Linked DNA regions of Mus musculus: region 2 is linked to region 1. A link is a contact called in public HiChIP or PLAC-seq data. All regions are on one chromosome and are shown on one strand. Each heading gives the region's core, a stretch centred on a gene start, on an enhancer-like site or on the middle of the called end of the contact. The rest is flanking DNA. Distances are from core to core; before and after follow the strand shown.

What was found. HiChIP or PLAC-seq counts read pairs in DNA pulled down with a chosen protein or histone mark.
Region 2: a contact with region 1 is called in an H3K4me3 HiChIP or PLAC-seq map of bone marrow-derived macrophages, with 2.6 times the contacts expected there. The contact joins the promoter of Atp6v0b here to the enhancer-like site in region 1. A contact is called at or near these places in 3 of 39 promoter capture datasets (embryonic stem cells, liver and pre-B cells), 4 of 484 Hi-C or Micro-C datasets (CD4 T cells, embryonic stem cells, natural killer cells and 1 more), 1 of 115 datasets of contacts at active chromatin or transcription factors (bone marrow-derived macrophages) and 2 of 9 other capture datasets (adipose tissue and liver).

Annotation. Positions count from the first base shown.
Region 1 is chr4:117,530,033-117,537,481 of GRCm38.p6, reverse strand. No RefSeq gene overlaps it. Among named protein-coding and RNA genes, the nearest start is that of Eri3, 17 kb to the left of the region's middle. Within about 2 kb of position 1,516, at least 8 of the 459 cell types and tissues checked have an H3K27ac peak or open chromatin away from gene starts, as enhancers often do. A contact at or near this core is called in bone marrow-derived macrophages, where this site is marked.
Region 2 is chr4:117,885,975-117,893,318 of GRCm38.p6, reverse strand. Atp6v0b (ATPase, H+ transporting, lysosomal V0 subunit B) reads left to right here and starts at 5,990. Exons shown (of 8, transcript NM_033617.3): 1 at 5,990-6,149; 2 at 6,681-6,729; 3 at 6,960-7,043; 4 at 7,174-7,251. The coding sequence starts at 6,083. It overlaps Gm12841 (predicted gene 12841), which reads right to left. Exons shown (of 4, transcript NR_168719.1): 3 at 5,851-6,013; 4 at 5,028-5,232. It overlaps Dph2 (DPH2 homolog), which reads left to right and starts at 1,316. Exons shown (of 6, transcript NM_026344.3): 1 at 1,316-1,609; 2 at 1,892-2,004; 3 at 2,201-2,424; 4 at 2,618-3,301; 5 at 3,388-3,564; 6 at 3,643-4,676. The coding sequence starts at 1,463. The coding sequence ends at 3,767. It also overlaps a transcript of Ipo13 not described here.

The DNA of each region.
Region 1 (7,449 bases), core at 267-2,766:
GTGTTGTGCCGCTGCCATTGTCTCTGATGAAGGCTGAGCATGAAGGCGAGGAAGGGGAGCCCAAAAGCCCCAGAACATGAGCAACGGTGATGGACAGGGGCCAGCACGGGGATAAGGGAAACAGCAAGAAACCTGCTTGGAGCTACAAAAAGTTAGACCTCTGATATGTTTGATGTTGTTCCTGCTAGGGACTTATGCTTGGGGTGAGGGTAAGAAGAGAACAGGAGAGGAGATAGGACTGAGAAAGAAGTTAAAAGAGGAACCTCAAGTTTATAGAAGGGGGAGATAGGGAAGAACGAAATTACAAAGGAAAGACAATTGGGCGATGTTCAGATAGGGCTTAGAAACGGAACAGGAGTGGAAGATGGGAGGAAACAGACCATGGAAACATCCTGGCTTAGCTCTAGCACACTACCGAGGGCCAGGAGTCCCAAAAATGGAACAGGAGAGACGCCATGTGGGAGGTCTTGAGGAAGAAATGAAGGGAGTGAGAATACAGGTCCAGTTGAAGCCTAGCCCTGTACCCACTTGCCCACAAGTGCACTTGACCTGCTGGCTAGCTAGGAAGGAACTCTATACTCCATTAGCCTTTCTCATTCTTTCCCAGGACAAAGTCAGTCATCATCTGCAGCCCTTAGTGCTATCTTTGGGCTAGCCCATTGGGAAGGAAAGGCAAGGCCCACAGCCTGCCAAGGTCAAAGGGGACTGGCCCAGGAAGCTTATCAGCTCTAGGTACTGTCTCCAAATCTGGTTCCAGGATTCAATCCAAAGTGGTTAAGCCATGCTAACACTGACAGTCTCTGTGTGAGGGACCGGAAGATGCAGGAGAGGGAAAGGGCAGCCAGAGGCTTCTCGTTAGCGGGGACGTGGAGAGGAGAGCTGCTACCGGGACTGGCCCAGGGTCTGATTTATCATCTTCAGAGCTGATCTGAGTGAGAGGGGTTAAGTAGCAAGTTAATGAAATCTGCAGATGCTGCTAAGTGGGAAAGAGCAGGGGAGACGAGGGAATACCAGACAGGAGGCAGGTGGGATGCCGAAGAAGGCGAGATCATCAGGACAGGAGATCCCATTCTCCAGTGGAAGGGAAATCCAGTTTGGGCAAGCAAAGTAAAGGCTGAGATCCTATTTCATGGAGGACGGCTCTGGTCAAACCTCCCAGCCCCCTACCTTAGTCTCCTCGGGCTTCTTCAACCACTAGGCAGGCCCTGAGCTCCAGAGACAAGGAGCAAATGAGACCAAGACCCCGTGCCTCATCTCTCCAGGACTGTGGCCAAACAAGTGACTCTAGCTCTCTGGGATAAGTGCTGTTGACCGATACAAAGGAGGGAGCAATTAATCCTGAGAGGGGAGGGTGAGGGAGGTCAACATGGCGTTAAAGCAAGGCTTGAAAAATAAGGATTTTTTTGCAAGCAGAAAAAGGGAAGTGGGGACTCTGGGTGTTAGGAGCAGTACTGCCGAGGCTAGCGAAGGCTCAAACGAAGAGGAGGGAGAGGAAGCAGAACTGGGAGCGGGGAGACATGAATGGACAGATGGATGAATGGATGTCTGTTCCAGAGAGACAGTGTATACGTAGAAACCAGAGGCTAGCCAGAGCAGCAGGAACGGGTCCACAGAGTCCTGGAGACACAGGGTGGGAAAGGGAGGCCACAAATCCTCCCCATGGGCTGCCTCTACTTGCTGGCAACATCCTCTCCCTCCAGCTTTAGCTCCAGGCTCAGTGAAAAGGTTGCCATAAGAATAAAAGAAAATCATTCCTGTGCCTCACTGTATTTGACACTTGGTCTAGCACATAGTAGGTACTTCTAAGATGCAAATTACTGATCTTTCCAGGAGGAACTGAAAACCGTAGGCCAGTGATGGAGAAATGGCTTAGTGGGTTATGGTGCCTCAAAAGCATGGTGACCTAACCAGAGCTCACAGTGGCTCCTGAAAGTTGTTATCTGACCTCCACAAGTACACTGTGGCTCAGGCACACTGGCACATTCTCACAAACACACACACACTAATAAATAATAATAATAATAAAATACTATTATAAATGATAATACATAATAATTTAGTACAATGATTTTATAATTTAATAGTAATTTTAATAATAATTTTAATAATAATTTCGAAGATAATTAAAATGTAATTTAATCTTTAAAAAATTCTAAGCGATTGCCAGCTCACGGCTGGAGTGGTCATAGACCCTAAAGGAGAACCTGCAACTGTTATTACTCTAAACCAATATAACTTCTAGCTATATTCTAAATCTGTATCCTCAAGATAAGTGTAATTCTTGCCCTTCATTAAAACAGCTTCTTTTTGCAGCAGACAAAGGCTACTACAGAGAGCCACAACGTACTAAAAGGCAAAGACCACAGGGTACCCAACCCCAACTGGCATATCTACAATGTGATACCTACACTAAGACTCTGGGGACATTGAGGAAGAACAGGCAGAAAGAGTCTAAGAACCAGAGAACCAGGCTGCTGCTGCTGCTGCTGAACAGTCTCTTGTAGACCTGACTGGGATGCTGCACCAACGGAATCTCAACAATATGGTTGACTGAATAAGACCTGCTTAAGGACAACACCATTGACATGCCAATATTGATAGGTGACATTTCCAAAGTCAACCTCTGGGCGAAGAGCTACAGGCAATCAATGGTTGTTGAGAGAGTGAAACCACCTTCTTCAGAGATGAGTCCGCTGATATCTTACCCAATCCCAAGGGGTGCGCCCTGAATACACATACACACTGAGCAATATGAAATGGGTTCATTTAGACACATGCACACACATATAGTCCATGTGTAGCAGTAGTAATGATTATAGATGAGGTCATGGGTATGAGAAGATGGACATGGGAGGAGCTGAGCTGGGAGAGAGAGGGTGGAAATGAACTGAACGTGTGAATGGAGTCTCCAAACTTTTTTCTTTAATTAAAAAGAATCTTAAAGCCAGGGACCTGGTGACCGCAGCTCCACATGTAGGCAGGAGAAACGAGGAAGTGTGCAGGTGTGGCTTGGTAAGTACAAACCTGATACTCCTTAACCTAGCACAGTATGGCACAGTCAAAAGTGTCCCCTCTACTCTCCGTCCTAGACAGAGCTGTCTCTTCACTACAGTCCATGGGAAGCTGACATGAAGAAAAGGAGTAACAGAATGGCTAGTTAAGCCAGGTATTGCCAGGATTCAGTCCTGTGTTTTAGTGTTTACCAACTCCTTACCAATACCGTGCTCCTCAGGATGTTACCCCTCCTTCCTCTGAACTTTCTCCTTCTGTGAAATGGGTACAGTAGTAATTCCTACTCACCACCTCAGTGGATTAGATCAATAGCACAGGTAAAGTACTACAGCAGTGCCTGTCACACAGTAATTGCTATGCAGAATGAAAAGGCTTTAATAAGATTAGAACAGAAAGCATCTCTCAGCTTTGCTGTGTTCCTCCAAATCTGTGCTATCCCTGCTCTGATTATTTGTTTATTTGTTTGTTTGTTTGTTTGTTTTTACCTGTATGAGTGTGTGCCTGGTGTCTGAGGAGGTCAGAAGAAGGTGTAAGATCCCCTGGAAATGGAGGTATGGGGGGGGTTGTGAGCTGCCACATGGATGCTGAAATCAAACACAGTACCTCTGCAAGAACAAGTGCTCTTAACCACAGAGCCATCTTTCCAGGCCTCTGCATGATTTTTAAAAGACATATTCCTTACTTATTTGCATTTATGCACTTACTTATTTGAATGTGTTTGGTGGGGGCTTGGAGGTGTCAGAGTGCACGTGTGTCGTTCAGAGGACAACTTCTAGGAGTCAGTTCTCTCTTTCTACCCTGTGGATCCCAGGGATTAAACTCAGGTCATCAGGATTGGAGGTAGACACCTTTACCCAGGGAGCCATGTCACTAGCCTTTAAGGCAGATTCTTTGTTCTTTAACTAAAAACTGAGTTCTTGGGCCATGTAAGAACATGGTAAGGGCGGGCAGGCCTAGTAACACTCATCTTGAGATGGGAGAGATGCAGAAGAGACTGGGGATTCAGGATTAGAGGGCAAGGCAAGCTGCAGGGAAGGTATGTGTTATGTGCTTCGTGTTATGTGCCTCGGTGGCACCAGTGCCTCTTCTCTGTTCACACACATTCCTTATGATCAGCAAAGGAGGCAAAGGCCCTACTCTGGCTCTTGGGTAGGCTAACTCAGTGTACTACAAATTGAAGGTAGATAGCTGTTTCAGGGAAAGTCAGCAGCGAGGGGGAAATTCTCCCTGTGTTTAACAGAGTGCTGATCATCTGCTCTATCTATGTGTTTAGAATGTACATAGACCCAGGAACAGTGGTTGATGACTGAGCTAACTGTCCAGGACACTAAAGGAACAAGATTAGAAGACCACAGACAAGGAGTTCAGGGTAGTGATAGGTGAATGGATCAATGAACATGAGCACAAAGCATGAAGGTCTCTGTAAACCACATCAACACCCATCAGATAGCAGTCAGTACGGGAGGAGCTCTAGACCACCAAGCAGACAAAATGAGACACGCAAGTTAACTTTGCCATTGTTGGTACATAGGTGAATCAACCATAATGGTAGAGATGGATGGATGGATGGATGGATGGATGGATGGACGGACGGATGGATAGACGGATGGATGGAAATTATTCAGGGGCATATCTGCACAGGATCCATTTATCAGGGTTGATTCCACTCTTGCAAAATGTTGGGTCTATCAGTAACACAGACCAGGATGGCATCATTCTCTTGGAAAGCAAGTTGATTGTTTGGGGCTCTATCCATTCTGGAAGAAATAGAGACTTATATGGATAGGGACAGACATATTCTGGTTGTGGCATTGCCTTCTCGTCCTAAGGGAATTAGCTAGCACCACTGACTGAAGGCTTGCACCAATGTGGAATTTTATATTGTGTTCATCATGTCCTGCCAATGGACCTGATCAGCAAAGGAGATGCAAGAGGGAGCCTGAGACACAGGCCTCATTGATTAGCTCACACAGTCTAGCACCAGGAGCTGCCAGCCTAATAGAACAATAGATGACCTGAGGCAGGCACGACAGAATCACTAATGAGGAGGAGGTGGTTTGTAAGCATGAGGCACCATGTTCTTGAATATGAGTTCTTAACTGAAGGCAGTTTTGTCCTCTAGGTTATATGTGGCATTGTCCAGGGAGTGACAGACAGGATGGTGTCAAAGAGGCCTTGGTAAGATGACCTGTGATGAGAGAGTCAAACAACTGTGCCTCTGGAAAGACTATAGGAGATGGGCATAGCAAGAACACAGAGAGGAGGCATGAGCCAGTGTGCTTCACCCTTCAGCCAGGAGAAGCAAGAAGGGTATGACAGTTTGTATATGCCTGGCTCAGGGAGTGGCACTATTAGGAGGTATGGCCTTAGTGGAGTAGGTGTGTCACTGTGGGTGTGGGCTTAAGACCCTTATCCTAGATGCCTAGAAGTCAGTCTTCCAATAGCAGCCTTCAGATGAAGATGTAGAACTCTCAGCTCTGCCTGCACCTTGCCTGCCTAGATGCTTCCACGTTCTCACTTTGATGATACTGGGCTGAACCTCTGAACCTGTAAGTCAGCCCCAATCAAATGTTGTCCTTTATAAGACCTGCCTTGGTCATGGTGTCTGCCCACAGCAGTAAAACCCTAAGTCAAAGGGGAATACATAGATGAGAACTGAAATTGGAGAGGGGAGACAGGAGTGAAGGATCAGGTTGCAGAGGACACTGGGGGTAGGGTATTTTAAAGATGTTAGCTTTTGCTTTGAGTAAAATAATATTGTAATTTGTCTCTGAAATGTCTCCCAAATCATAACACTAGCGTTATTACATGTTTGAACACTTGGCCCTCACCTGGTAGCACTGTTTTGGAAAGTTGTGGAACCTTTAAGAGGGGGTAACCACGGGCTTTTCCACATGTGCCCCAGTTTCTGGAATAACAACTCTGAGACTTATTTATTCTGGTCTATGAATGCCACGTGGCTGGTTACCTCTCTTCAACTTCATGTGTCTGTCTCCTCAGTGTTAGGGGTGAATCTCTTCCTGCACCCGACTATCCCAGAGTTGTTCTCTCCCTACTGGAATTCCCACCTCCTACTTCCTGCTTCAGCTAATGGCCATCATCTTTTATTGACAGGTGATACTTCCATACAGTACACAAGAGATTCTGTCTACAGAAGGCCTAGCTGGAATAAATGTGTCACTGTGGGGCATTGAGAGGTAGAGCCAGGCTCTGCTTTGGACCTGGTCTTTGTACTTCTTGGTCTGCTGAGATGTAACAAGCTATGCCCCAAGTTCCTTCCACCAGGGACAGAGTCAGATGTCATGCCTTTCTAGTCTCCTTAAATTGTATGCCCAGATAAATCTTGCATTCCTTACTTGTTTTCTGTTAGGTATTTTGTTAAAGTGATGATTTTTTTTTCACCTCTTGAATCTCTGGTGCTTTCTCTTGCCCTAGTTGCCCCAGAATACTATAACTGCTGTAGATCTATCTTTCTTCCTACTTTATTGTTAACACCATGTGGATATGCTGTGATGGTTTTGACATCACATAGGACATCATTGTGAAGAGATATATAAAAATAAGGAAGTCAAGACACTTGGCCAGACTTCACACAGACCACCACAAACCTCTGGAACTGGTCATTGTCCAAGATACAACCCAGTTCCCTCCTCCTCCCTCTCGTCCTCCTTCTCCTCCTCCTCCTCTTCCTTCTCCTTCTCCTGTTCTTCCTTCCCCCATTCTCCTTCTCCTTCCCCTTCTCCTCCCCCTCCTCTTCTACCTCTCCTTCCTCCTCCTCTTTTTCTTCCTCCTCCTTTTTCTTCTTCCTCAAGACAGGGTTTCTCTGTGGAGCCCTGGCTATCCTGGAACTCACTCTGGAGACCAGGCTGGCCTCAAATTCAGAGACCCACCTGCCCCTGTTTCCCAGGTGCTGAGTTAAAGATGTACACCACCACGAATGGCCAGCTGTGGCCCAGTTCTTTAAAGTGGGTGATTTCCCGGCTACCTTTCCTATGTTTTCATCATTATAATCACTTAGTATTTTGTTCTTGCTTCCTAAAGTTTTATTTATTTGTATACAATATATGTAAATATTTGCCCTGTATCCATGGGTGTGTGCCATGTTGCATGTCTGGTGCCTGTGGAAGCTAAAGGAAGGCATGTTATCCCCTGGAACTGAAGTTATAGATGGTTATGAGCTGCCAGGTAAGTGCTGGGAACTAAACCCAGGTCCTTTGCAAAAGCAAGTGATCTTACCCACAAAGCCATCTTTTTTAGTCCCTCTGTCCTTGCCATAGAATATGTTATCTAACATTTTCAGGACCCCTGCGGTGAGCCAAAAGATTGGCTGTCTTTGGGTCGAATCAGGTATCCATACTTGATCCAGTTAGATATAGCCAGGGTGGTAAAGTCAGTTGGTACTAAACATAGTCCTCGATGCATAGGAAGGCACTCAGG
Region 2 (7,344 bases), core at 4,741-7,240, 350 kb before region 1:
TTCATTATTTATCCCGCTCCTCAGTCCCAATTAAAAAAAAATGTGTATGTGTGTATGGCTGAGTTTATATCTGCGCACCACCTGAGTGTAGTTGCCTGCAGGTATTAGAAAAGGGACAAAAAAAAAAAAAAAAAAAAAAAAAAAGCTGGGCGTAGTGGCGCACGCCTTTAATCCCAGCACTTGGGAGGCAGAGACAGGCGGATTTCTGAGTTTGAGGCCAGCCTGGTCTACAAAGTGACTTCCAGGATAGCCAGGGCTATACAGAGAAACCCTGTCTCGAAAAAAAAACAAAACAAAAAAAAAGGAAAGGGACCTCCTAGAACTGGAGTTGCACATAGTTATAAGCCACCATGTGGGTGGTGGTAACTGAACCCACTGCAAGCACAGCAAGTGCTCTTAGCCACTGAAACATTTCTCCAGCCCCGTTAGTCCCATTCCCACAGTCCTGATTTCTCAGCTCTCCTGGAGGATGCAGAGATGCGCCACATGTTTTCAGTCCTTTTTCCCTACGGCATCACGTGAAGAGAGTCTTCCTCTCCCATCCCTCCTTATGATAAGAAGTCGTGTGGGAGAATGTGGGATGTAGCTCAGCCAGAGAGTCGTTGCTTTCCATGCACGAGGCCCCAGGTTCAGTCCCAAGGAGGTGGGGCGAGAGAATAAATTCGGGCTCTAAAGCCCAGTTTCTAGAACCAGCAGACATGGTTTTGTTTTTCTTATCTATATGGGATAATTCTTGCTTCTAATGATGAACTGGTGAACTTAGCAAGGGTCAGTGTTTGGTTGACAGACCGTGAGGACAACAGGTTGTGGGACAATTCTCTAGCAGGCAAAGTAAAGGACATAGAGACATTTTACGATGTCTGGCAGTAAGTACCTGCTCACAAATATTCAAACCCAAGCTGTGGGCACTGAGTTGGAAATTATGCAGTACTGGGAGATCCAGCTCGGTCACACAGCAAGACCCTGTTTCAGATTCTGGGGGCTGTGAAGATGGCTTGGTGGATTAGGGAGCTTGCAGCCAACCCTGAAGAACTGAGCTGTATAAGGACCCTTGCTCTCACTGTATGTATATACGTGCACACGCGCGCGCGTTTAAATATGATCAGCAGATAGCGCCTGCTCACACTGAATTAGTGACTTAGAAATTAGAGGGCACCGGCAGGCTGGCCTTAGGGTATCCGGGAAGAAGCTTTAGCCAGTGGAACCACAACACCCACAAGGCTTTGCGGCACTTCCGATTGGTCCTGAGTGAGAGGCTAGTGATTGGTTCTCTGTGGGAAGTCCTTGAACCCGGAAGTAATCTCCGTAGGTCCATGTGTAGTGGAGAGCCGGGAATTTGGAAGCGTACGGTTTGGATCCTAGGACCCGAGGACAGGTTGGTCCGGATCCACAAACAGAGCTGCTGTGACCTCGAGGACTTTTGAGGGTGCAGCTGCATCTCACCCCACCCAAGCTGCGCCCAATGGAGTCTACGTTCAGCAGCCCTGCGGAGGCAGCCCTGCAACGGGAGGCGGGCGTTCCAGGACAGTTCACTCCTCCTGAAGACCTGGACCGCGTGTATGAGCTGGAGCGAGTTACGAAATTTGTCTGCGATTTAGGTTGTCAGCGGGTGAGGTCTGGTTCAGAGAAGGGGGCGCGAAAAGGGGGCGCGGGGCGCGGGCTCTCCTCTGGGTATGGGTTGCGGAGATTGGGACTTTGGGTCGGGATCCGCCCGTATCGCACGGATTACCCACAACTCTGTGGGGCTGGCTGCCTCCTTAGAAGTAGGGGCTTGGGATGTTTAGTGGGTTTTTTTGTTTGTTTGTTTGTTTTTTTGTTTGTTTTTTGTTTTTTTGCAGAGGCTGTTGGTGGAGGAGTGAGGTTGTCGCTGACTTGTGGCTTGTATTTACAGGTGACTTTGCAGTTCCCTGACCAGTTACTAGGAGATGCGGGAGCGGTGGCTGCCCGGCTGGAGGAAGTCACAGGAGCTAAGATGTTCATTTTAGGGGACACAGCTTATGGCAGGTATGGGGTTTCCCAGCCCACAGTGTCTGCCTCCAGTGACCGTGTTTGCACGATGAGAAGCTCCTGATGCCAGCTTCCCTCAGTCACAGTGAATTCCTAGCTTGGTGCCATTTTCTCCACTGGCCACATTTCCCATTGATGACAACTCTTCTCTCCAGGTAGGGAACACCTCTCACCAATGCTCTCTCCCCTGCAGCTGCTGTGTGGATGTGCTGGGCGCCGAGCAGGCTGGAGCTCAAGCCCTTGTGCACTTCGGTCCTGCCTGCTTAAGCCCCCCAGCCTCGCAGCTGCCCATCACCTTTGTCCTTGGTCAGCGACCCGTTGCTTTAGAGCTCTGTGCAAAGGCCTTTGAAGCCCAGAACCCAGATCCGACAGCCCCGGTGGTACTGCTGAGTGAGCCAGCTTGTGCCCATGCCCTAGGTGAGAAATTATACCTGTGAGGGAAAGAAGGGTGGGTCCACAGCTTCATGCCTTAATTCCTCCTATTTAAGCACACTTACCTAGAGCTCTTGGCCTCAGTTGGCCTGGCTTGTCCTTTAGGGTCACATTGAGGCATCTGGGGATGAGACATCTCTTACTTTGCCAGACTTCAACTCTGATGCACCTCTTTCAGAGCCTTTGGCCATGCTCCTGCTCCCAAAGTACCAAGATCTGCTCATCTCCCGCCCAGCTCTTCCCCTGCCAGTGGGATCCCCGAGCTCACAGCCTGAGTCCCTGGAGCGTTTTGGGCGCTGCTTCCCCCTGAATCCAGGGAGACGTCTGGAAGAATATGGTGCCTTCTATGTAGGGGCTTCTCAAGCAAGCTCGGACTCCAGCCTTGATCCCGACCTGAGCAGACTGCTCTTGGGTTGGACACCAGGGCGGCCCTTCTTTTCCTGTTGTCCAGATACAGGACAGACACAAGACCAGGGTGCCAAGGCTGGGAGACTAAGAGCACGAAGACTGTATCTCATAGAGAGGGCCAGAGATGCCCGTGTGGTTGGGCTGCTGGCAGGCACATTAGGTGTGGCTCGACACCGTGAGGCACTGGCACACTTGCGGAAACTGACGGAAGCTGCTGGAAAACGTAGCTATGTGTTAGCCGTGGGGAAGCCCACACCCGCCAAGCTTGCCAACTTCCCTGAGATGGACGTCTTTGTGCTGTTAGCCTGTCCCCTGGGGGCACTAGCCCCCCAGCCTTCGGGTGGCTTCTTTCGGCCTGTATTGACGCCATGTGAATTGGAGGCTGCCTGCAACCCTGCCTGGCCCCCGCCAGGCCTGGCTCCCCACCTCACACATTATGCAGAGCTGTTGCCTGGTGAGTGGCAAGGCCGCATCTGGGTTTGAAAGTTGGGGTTGGAGTTGAAAAAACCGGGATAGCTTTCTTTTCTCCTTCTACGTCAGGTTCTCCCTTCCATGTGCCACTCCCTCCACCTGAGTCAGAGTTGTGGGATACCCCAGATGTGTCACTCATTTCTGGGGAGCTCCGACCACCACCTCCTTGGAAGTCATCAGATGACACTAGATGTTCGGCCTTAATTCCGAGGCCCCAACTGGAGCTGGCGGAGAGCAGCCCTGCAGGTAAACATGCAAGCAGCTGCCCCCGCTAGAGTTTTGCCCAGGTCCAGCCCACACAGCTTATCTTCTTTCCCTCTGCAGCTTCATTCCTTAGTTCTCGGAACTGGCAGGGGCTGGAGCCACGCTTGGGCCAGACACCAGTGAAAGAAGCCGTCAGAGGAAGACGAGGTATCGCCATCGCCTACGAGGATGAGGGGAGCAGCTGATACCTTGGGAGGCCAGAGCCAGAGTGATAAGTCTGCCGGGACCTGTTCTCCCTGACCAACGTCTCGTCCTGTCACAGGGACACTTGATGCCTAGACACAGGGAGTGTAGGTAGCTCTCTCTGTGGAGCTGTCCAGCTTATAGCCTGTGCAGGGAGGGGTCCCAGGGCTCATCCCAGTTCCTGGTGTGCAGGAGTTCTGCCCTTGGTCAGGGGCAGAAGTTGGATGATCCAGACCAGAGTTCTTCCACCTCCCTCAGCACTGTTGACAGTTTGGGCAGAGTAATTCTTTAATGCAGAGGCTACTCTATATAGAGAAGGATGTATAGGTTCAGCTGACAGAAACAGAAACACCTCCCTTCCTCCCCAACTGAGCTAGGATAACCCAGATTATCTCTACAGGTTGGCAGATGTCATGTAACTACTCCTCATTGAGAGCCTCTGGTCTAAACCTGCACTGTCCAAGACAATATTCACTGGACACATGACTTTTGCCATTTAAAGTGGATGAAAAAGTATTTGTCCATTACACTAATTACATTTCAAGCACTTATGTGGCTGCTTTCAGGACTTTGTTGGGCTACATTGACTTAGTTAGACTTGTTTCTTGGGGACAACAAAGACACTGAAATAAACGGAATACTTTTTCTCCTGTTTCTCTTTATTCACTAAAGCTCTGTTCTACACAGATCCTGTGGGTGGATATGTGAGTTATATTTAACCAGATTACTGTCCTCAAAATGTGCTTGGGAGGAAATAATAACCCCACGAAATATAATTGTGTGAAGGGAGCCCCAGGTGCAGCTGGCTCTCATAGCAGGCTCCTGAAGGGGACTCAAGAGGCAACCCAGACAGAGGAGTCTTAAGCTGGATCTTATAGAGAAAAAATATTCAGAATAAACAGAGTGAAACGAACATTTGGGCCTAAACAAAGACTCAGTCAACATGGTGGGTGCTTCAATCAAAGTAGAGTTGTTGGGGTATATCTTGATAGAGTGCTTGTCCTTGGTAGAGAGTTGGTTTTATGGGCCGGGCAGTGGTGGTGCACGCCTTTAATCTCAGCACTTGGGAGGCAGAGGCAGGCACATTTCTGAGTTCGAGGCCAACCTGGTCTACAAAGTGAGTTCCAGGACAGCTAGGGCTATACAGAGAAATCCTGTCTCAAAAAACAAAACAAAAACCAGAGAGTTGGTCCTAGGGTTTCCCAGTGTGTGTGTGTGTTTGTGTATTGGATCCCAGAAGAAAACAAAATTTACTTATTGTCCACATTAGCAAAAGAATCTTATATTGGCACCATCCAGATCATGTAGTACACAGGCTAATGGTAAAGGCAGAGCTGTAACTGACATGGGGACTGGGTTAAAATGAGCATCCATCATGTATTCTGTGTGCATGTTATGAGAACTCCCCTGTATGTCAGGCGCTAGAAACAGTAGTGAGTCCAACATGAACCATGGTGCTTCGGCCCCCTAGGGAGAGTGGTCAGAAACAAAATGTACTATATCAACCAGAGATAAGAACCAGAGGAAAATTATATCAAGGGATAACAATTATGGGAAAACACAAATCTGGAAAAGAAAGGGGACTGGTTAAAGGGAGATTGGGGTTGGAATATTAAACAGAATGGGTAAGGAAGGGCTTGAAGGAGAGCAAAGTCTGGAAGCAAGAGAGAGGGGCAGATGCAAGGGCGGGCTGCGTCTGATAGGGTGGGTAGTCTATTAGGGACCTGGAGCTTAGCTCTGTTACAGTGCCTGCTTTGCATACTTTAGGATCCTATGGATCATTCTGTCGCGAGTGAAATAGGATCCACAGGGAATTTGAACAGGAGAATGGCATGGCCTTATAAGATCACCTGGACATCGTGGGCGTTCGCGTCTGGCATTCCACCCTACCTCTGGGTTGGAAAAGACAACCTAGAATGACCTCCGATGAACAGCAGGCATTAGCTAGGCACCGCGAAATCCTGCTTCAAGCAGAAGGAACTAGGCAGGACTAGAACAGACCGGAAGGATCTGCAGTGATTGGTGAGTAAACTGGGAGTCCGGTGGGAAGTTAGGGAACCAGCAGCGCAGGTGGAGAGCCAGTACCTGTCACGGAGAACGTCCGACGAAACTACAACCACCACAGTGCTCCGCGGCATGACGTCTACCAGGGCCCGGCCTCAGGCAGCCAGCCACTGTGCGCGGGGGTCACGTGGGGTCGGCGCATCACGTGCGCCGGTCAGGTGGCGCTGCGGGGCGGGCCGACAGACTGCGGGGCGGACGGTGGACGCGGTTTAGCTCAGGTCCCACCGATCCGACCCCTGCCGTCGCCGCTGCCATGACGGGGCTGGAGTTGCTCTACCTCGGGATCTTTGTGGCCTTCTGGGCCTGCATGGTCGTTGTGGGTGAGCGGGGCCCAGGCGGCCCAAGGTGGCCTGCTGGTTGGGGCGGGGGGCAGGTGGCAGCCGGAGCCGGCCCCGCGCGGTGCCCTCCCGCGACGGAGGAGGCCGGCCCTGGGCTGCGAGAGTCACACCGGCTATTCCAGGGTCGCGACGCCAGGTTCCTGACCTCCTCTCCGCGAGCCGCATATTTGGGCGCCCCGCTTCCCCTTTTTCCTCCTTGCCCTCCCCCACCCATTCACAGCTTGTTGGGTAAACAGCGATTGGGCCGGCAGGATCTGGCGCGGCCTGGACGCAGCGCCCGTTCCCTCCGGCCCGTGAAGGGGCTTGGTGTCATTAAGACGGGTTACCTAGGGAGTGGCCGAAAAAAAAAAAAAAATGGAGGCCTGGGTGGAGGTGCTGTTTCGCTCCGGGACTCTTCGCTTGTCTAGATGTAGGTGGCTGACAGTTTGACAGTTGGGCAGTTTTTTTTTTTTCCTAGGTTGGGGACTGTGTCTCGAAAGAGCAACCCTTTAACTCCTTTCCTCATTGCTTCAGGAATCTGCTACACCATCTTTGACCTGGGCTTTCGCTTTGATGTGGCATGGTAAGGGAGGGCATGGAGAGGATTCTCCTAGGAGCCTCTTCTCCCTGCTTTGGTCTGAGCCCCAGCCCAGCTCTTCAGACACACGGACCTTTGGGAAATAGAAAATCTAGAGATGCAACGTCTGGGACTGGTGGGCTGGAGCTGGGTGGACACTGAGTTTTGTGTGGCCTCCCCACTCCTGCCCTTTCCTGTCCATAGCTCAATAGCTTTCTTCCCTGTTTCCACACCAGGTTCCTGACGGAAACTTCCCCCTTCATGTGGTCGAATCTGGGCATTGGCCTAGCAATTTCTCTGTCTGTGGTTGGAGCAGCCTGGTGAGTGTTGGAGTGGCGGGACGAGTGGGAGGTGCCAAGTCGTGGCAGGTGGAATCATCACTGGGTTCTTAATCATCCTGGGGACAGCAACTCCTTGGGCTCCTTTAATCAGTTTCTTACCCTTCACCAGGGGAATCTATATAACCGGCTCATCCATTATTGGGGGTGGGGTGAAAGCCCCCAGAATCAAAACCAAGAACTTGGTTAGGTAAGTGTAAAGGCTTCTGCATGTCAAAACTAGCTGCGATGGGGGTCGGGTGACATGCTGGCTTGTGACCCGTCTCATCGTAGCGTGTATGTG